Linked DNA regions of Gossypium hirsutum: region 1 is linked to region 2. A link is a contact called in public Hi-C data. All regions are on one chromosome and are shown on one strand. The core of a region is the stretch at or near the end of the contact, and the rest is flanking DNA. Distances in the headings are between cores, read along the strand shown. Region 1 holds the start of LOC121204489. Region 2 has its middle 21 kb from the start of LOC121204488.

Region 1 (2,851 bases), core at 212-2,711, 85 kb after region 2:
GATAAAAGGGGCTAGGACTTACCCACAAAAACTGGAAATATCATATTTTCTTTTTTACAAACGATAGCCTATTATTTGGGGAGGCTACGGAAAGAGGAGTCAGAAAAATCAAACAAATTCTGGAGGTGAAAGTTTGCATTGAATTTCTGCCTAAAAATGAAACTCAATAGTTTTTGTACTTTATCACCAATTTTCCCATTCCCTTTCACTATTTCCAACATATGCGAAAATGCCAACCCAGTCTCTTAACGTGCCCACGCATGACATAGTCCACTTAGTCAAAACTTGGAGTTTTTACCCTTTATTTTCTTTTTAATAAAAAATGCAAATAATTAAGTAAAAAATGAATCTACCGTCCAAGAACACTGTTCATATTGATTTTCCCTTCCTTCTAATTTTCAAAACCCCTTTTGTTTGAGCAAAAAAGTTTAAGCCTTTACGGGATAGGTTTAGCACAACCCTGCCATTAACATCTTTTATATGTATTAACCTAAATTAGAATTGAGGAAAAACTTATCAGGATAGTTTTTTTATACAATTGTTTAAAATTACCTATAATTCTTTTTCATCTTTAGATAAAAGGATAAACACGTTTTAAGATGTTTAAACTCACATTCTCTTACTCTAGCGATAAACCTCATCATAGATTTAAATCGTATCTGTTCTTTTTAACACAATTCTTATAACTATCCATAATCTCTCCAACTCATAAATAGGAGGATAATACGTTTCAACGCACTCAAACTTGCGTCTTCTTACATTGACAACAAAATCTACGCCAATCAAGTTAAGATTCAATCGACCATTTAACTTAATTTTAAAAAATTGTTATTAATAACTCATTGATACTTCATATGATTATACATTGACAATGTATAAATCTTAAATTTATTTATATTTGATATTATATGGAGTCAACGAGTTAAATGATAATAAATTATTATAAAACAAGTTATATAAATATAATTTTAGAGGTGAATTAATAATAGTGCCTGTTGTGTAGGTTATTTTATCGATTACATTATATATCTTAAAACTCAAGCTATATATTTTCGAAATAAAATACGTAGACTATAAAGAATATAAGTTAACTGTATAGGATGCCGTAAACATAAACCCAATTCATTTATGTGGAACAAGACAGAAGATAAAAGACAATAATAAAAATAAAATTAGGGTAATTTAATTATAAATTCTATAAACACAAAATTTTGTTATAATGGTGGGGAGACCGGAGAGAAGAGGTGCGCGGAGTAAAAGGAGGCACAGAACCGGAAGAGGACAAAAGATGGAAATTTTAAAAAAAAATAGATTAAAAGGTTTAAAGCCCAGCCCAGGACATAACAGTCATTTTTAGACATCAATTTTAAGGTTAACATCTCTCTCTAACTGAAAACGACTGCAAGCAACTTGTGGTCTACCTGTGAATATATATTACTTTTTTTCGATAGACACCGACTCTATGGCCATCACTCTTTTCTTTATATATAGATCATATGGTTCTCTCGTATTTATCTCTTGTTCTTTGTTTTTTTTTTTTCTTTTACTCTCTTTCACCAAATCTTCTTCCTCCTCTTTATATTCTCTTAGTTTTTTTTTTTCACCATCAACAATGGTGGATCTTCAAACTGTATGCTGCATGTGCGGCGACGTTGGTTTTCCTGACAAACTCTTCCGCTGCAACAAATGCCGCCACCGCTTTCAACACTCGTATGGATTTCTTTGTTTTTTTTCCTCTGTTCCCCATCATCATAGTCCATCCATCTTCATGTGTATATATGCATATATCTAATCATCACCATCATCATCATCATCATGGGTTGATAGATAGTTAGATACCCTTAATTCATTTTATCGTTCATCATCACAGTTAGATAACACCCATCTCCACCAAGCACCACCCAACAACCACCACCAAACGTAATGGTTTCGTATTAGACGGAATGGAAATCATAGGGGTTATCATATTTTCCTTCTTAAAGCGTATATAAAATATATTAATGTTTTCATCATAGCCATATGTACTTTTTTTTTTTCAAATTCTATTTATATTTTATGGGTCGAAAGTTAAACAAGCTCTTGATGCTGGCTGCAGGTATTGCAGTAATTACTACAGCGAGTTCGCTGAACCAATTGAACTGTGTGATTGGTGCCAAAGCGAAGCAAAGAACTCGAGGCAAGGAAGGTCTTCAAAGAAACCAACAACTGGAAACGAGAGTGGAATTATAAACCGATCCGAGTATTCGGGTGACAAAATCAAGCTACAGGATCGAGACGAAAGTGGTGATGATCAGAAAGGAAAGAGCAGTGGGACGCCCTCTCCAAGGCCTACGACACGCAGGTACAAGCTTCTCAAGGATGTGATGTGTTAAAAACACTTAATTTCCAAAGGAAAAAGAAAAGAGTTTGTGTCGAGAAAACTTTGTGTGTTGTCGATAGTAGCAAAACTTGTTCATAAGTTGTTGTTATCCAGCGTTTCTTTTCAGGGTTATGGATGAATTTGTTGGCAGTATGGCTTTTTTTTTCACTTTTTCGGTAAGTTTTGTTAATAAAATAATGTAATTATATTCAAACTGGATCGTTGGCACAGGTTTTTAAGCTTTTGTTTTCGATCTCTTTGTTCCACTGCTAATTAGGCTAAAGTTTGTAAGATTATGGATGCATGACAGATGAGATATTCATATAGGTTTTTCGTGCATGAAAATGTTGGATCATCAAATAAAATATACCAATCTATTTGACAGTCATTAACAAATGTTGGATCATCTGTAACCTAGCGGGATGATTTGGATAAGCATATGATCTAGTGTTTTATCTAGCTAGGGTTTGTTATCATCATCGCAATAAGGGT
Region 2 (2,700 bases), core at 126-2,625:
TTCTATTTAGAGTGACTAAAAGACTAGTTTACTTTTGTTAAAAAAAAGGCTAATTTACTTTTTTTCAAAACGTGAAAACACATGGTTAACATTTCGTTACCATTTAATAGTGGAATGACAAGTTTGATCAATTTCTTTAACATTTGTGACTAGATTAATAAAATTATCTTTGAATGAACAAAATAGAAATAACCACTATTTAGAGGAACTAACAAAATAATTTATATTCTTAATTTAATTTTATAACTATGATGATAAAATTAAAAAAAATAATTTTAAGATGATTATAATAACAACTATCCCAATTTAAAATGATGAACAATTAGTTTACCCATATAAAAATTGATGATGTGGTTTGAATTTATTTCCGAGCATGTTTTTAATATTGCAGTACTTAATGTGTAGACATGGGCCTCATAAATACCCCGAATAACGCAAGTTAGACAACTAATTTAACGGGCCAAGAAACCGCAATTCCTGTGAGCACGTGACTATGATACTCGCTATGCAGACAAGATTTTCTTTTCTTAGTATTAATTATTAATTAAGAAAATAATCTTTTTCATCCTCTTTTCTGGTATTTTATATGCTATCATGCTCTAACTAAACAACCCATATGTGTCCCAATCCCCAACCAACAATAATAAAGTTAATTACCCTAAAAGAGCATTTATTTATGCATGAAATTTAGGAAAATTTTACAAGATTCTCAAATAAAAATTTAATTAACCAGAAATCTAGCAAATTAATTCCATGAGTTTTTTTTAGCATTATATAATTTAGGAACCAACCTTAGCCTAAGATGCTAATAAATAATAACTTTCTCATTCCTACTACTATGGGCAACTAATTCAATTAGTTAAAAAAACAAATCTTTGACAGTTCCGTTTTAATTTCGTCCATACCCCCATTGTAACCATGGGGTTCTATGTATTTAAGCACTAAGCCGACATGAGGCGTGAAATAGCTATATGTTCAAATAGCTTGGGCCCTTGGGTGTTTGTCGACTTCATTGGAAGCCCTCTTTTTGCTTGCATCGGCTTCGGGATTTGGGGACCCTCATTATTTTGCGCACATGTTGTGATGGTTGTCAGCCATTTGTTTAATGTAATTCCATTCCACTGACAATAATCTTTGCATGCCTCTCCTCAGCTTATTTATATGAAAAACAAAGGATAGATGGGTAGATTACACAGTATAGTGCATTGAGAAAATGTTTATCATTTCAGCACGGTGTAGGTTATGAAGTACCAATTCGTAGGAAGTGCAGAGTTTAGGTAGAATCAGGGTTTGGACCCAAGTTGTCACTCAGCCAGATGTAGTGAGTCCAGCAGATGATTGTGATTCACATGGTGGGTGTATGGGGACCTCATTCATATGTAGATGAAATTAATTTCATGGAAGCATGATACGACTCAAATTTGATGGTGGGTATCGCAGGGTCCACCAAACGCAGCCACTTTTTATTGCAAAAACTGTACGTCTCTGTCTCCCTCCATAATGGTGTTTTTCTGTTCTGTACCTAAAAGGGTTGCCGGTACGGTATAAATCGCCCGAAATACATAAGCAAGAGTACCGGGTGTTGGGCTTGTGGGCACATGATCTTGATTTGTGAAATGAAAGGGAAAAAAGAGGTGCCAATTTAGAGGGGGATTTTAGCCTTAAGATGCTGCCTGGACCCCCTCCCATAATAGGTGTCACCTTCGACTACACACTGATGCACACACCCACCATTTTGCTGTCAAGTTACGTTAGGTCGGCGACCTCTTGGTTCAAATAGCCACCCTCACTTCTACTTCACAATGCTGTTTTCTCCCTTTTTCATTTTTTTCATTTTTTTTGGGGGGGGGGTTATATATGTCAATTTGAGTGGTATAGATCGATTAAAATGACACTTGAAAATTAGCTGATTGCAAATCGGAACAGCCAAAATACCTAATTCCCACACGTACATCACATTGAAAAAAAGAAAACCAGTAATTAAGTTCGTACTATGGTAAGATCGCTTTAGCTTGTGGCCACATACATGACATGAAGATCTTTTTTTTTTTGGTCAGAACATGACATGAGGATGACTTTTTGACTTTTCAACTAATTTCTTTGTTCATGGATGATTTAATCTTTTCCCGAAATTTTCTTTTTTTTTTTCAAGTAAACTGTTGTTGGATATTAAACAGCCCCATAACTGTGTGAAACATTCATTGATCAGTTCCTGAGAGAGGCTTAGAAAAGTCAAATGGGTTCTGGCCATGACTGCGACATGTACTGATCCACCAGGAGTTGTGTTTCTTGCTCTTATCCGACTTGATGTTGCGAGTATCGATTCAATTGATGAATAAGCTAGTCCTTTTACAAAATATATAAAAAAAAATGTTTTTATCTTTTTACATAATTTAAATTTAAAATAAATTTAAAGGATTTAAAAAAAAGAAACATTTCGATTTCAAACAACTCAACCTTGCTATTACAATCAAAATCCCATTTGCCTTTTACATCAAAATTTTATAAGTTTATTTTTTTTACATAATAATTTTTATTTGCATCATAAATGTTGTATAAATAATCTTTGTTGGATCAATGATATTTCAATGGGCTTGAGAATTCATTCAATGATATTTCAATGATATTTACGTGTTTCAGACTCCTTTTGATAGTAACATCACATTATTTTTTGAGCCATCGCACATTGTATACTAGTTT

What was found. Hi-C and Micro-C count contacts between places; a contact is called where the count stands out from the background.
Region 1: a Hi-C map of leaf shows a contact between it and region 2, with 2.2 times the contacts expected there. The contact joins the promoter of LOC121204489 here to the enhancer-like site in region 2. A contact is called at or near these places in 16 of 34 Hi-C or Micro-C datasets (callus, cotyledon, fibers and 3 more).

The regions. Positions count from the first base shown.
Region 1 is chrA08:106,105,346-106,108,196 of Gossypium_hirsutum_v2.1, forward strand. It overlaps LOC121204489, which reads left to right and starts at 1,462. Exons shown (of 2, transcript XM_041074339.1): 1 at 1,462-1,710; 2 at 2,096-2,614. The coding sequence starts at 1,463. The coding sequence ends at 2,372.
Region 2 is chrA08:106,020,611-106,023,310 of Gossypium_hirsutum_v2.1, forward strand. No RefSeq gene overlaps it. Among protein-coding and RNA genes, the nearest start is that of LOC121204488, 21 kb to the left of the region's middle. Within about 2 kb of position 1,376, at least 5 of the 9 cell types and tissues checked have an H3K27ac peak or open chromatin away from gene starts, as enhancers often do. A contact at or near this core is called in cotyledon, fibers, hypocotyl and 1 more, where this site is marked.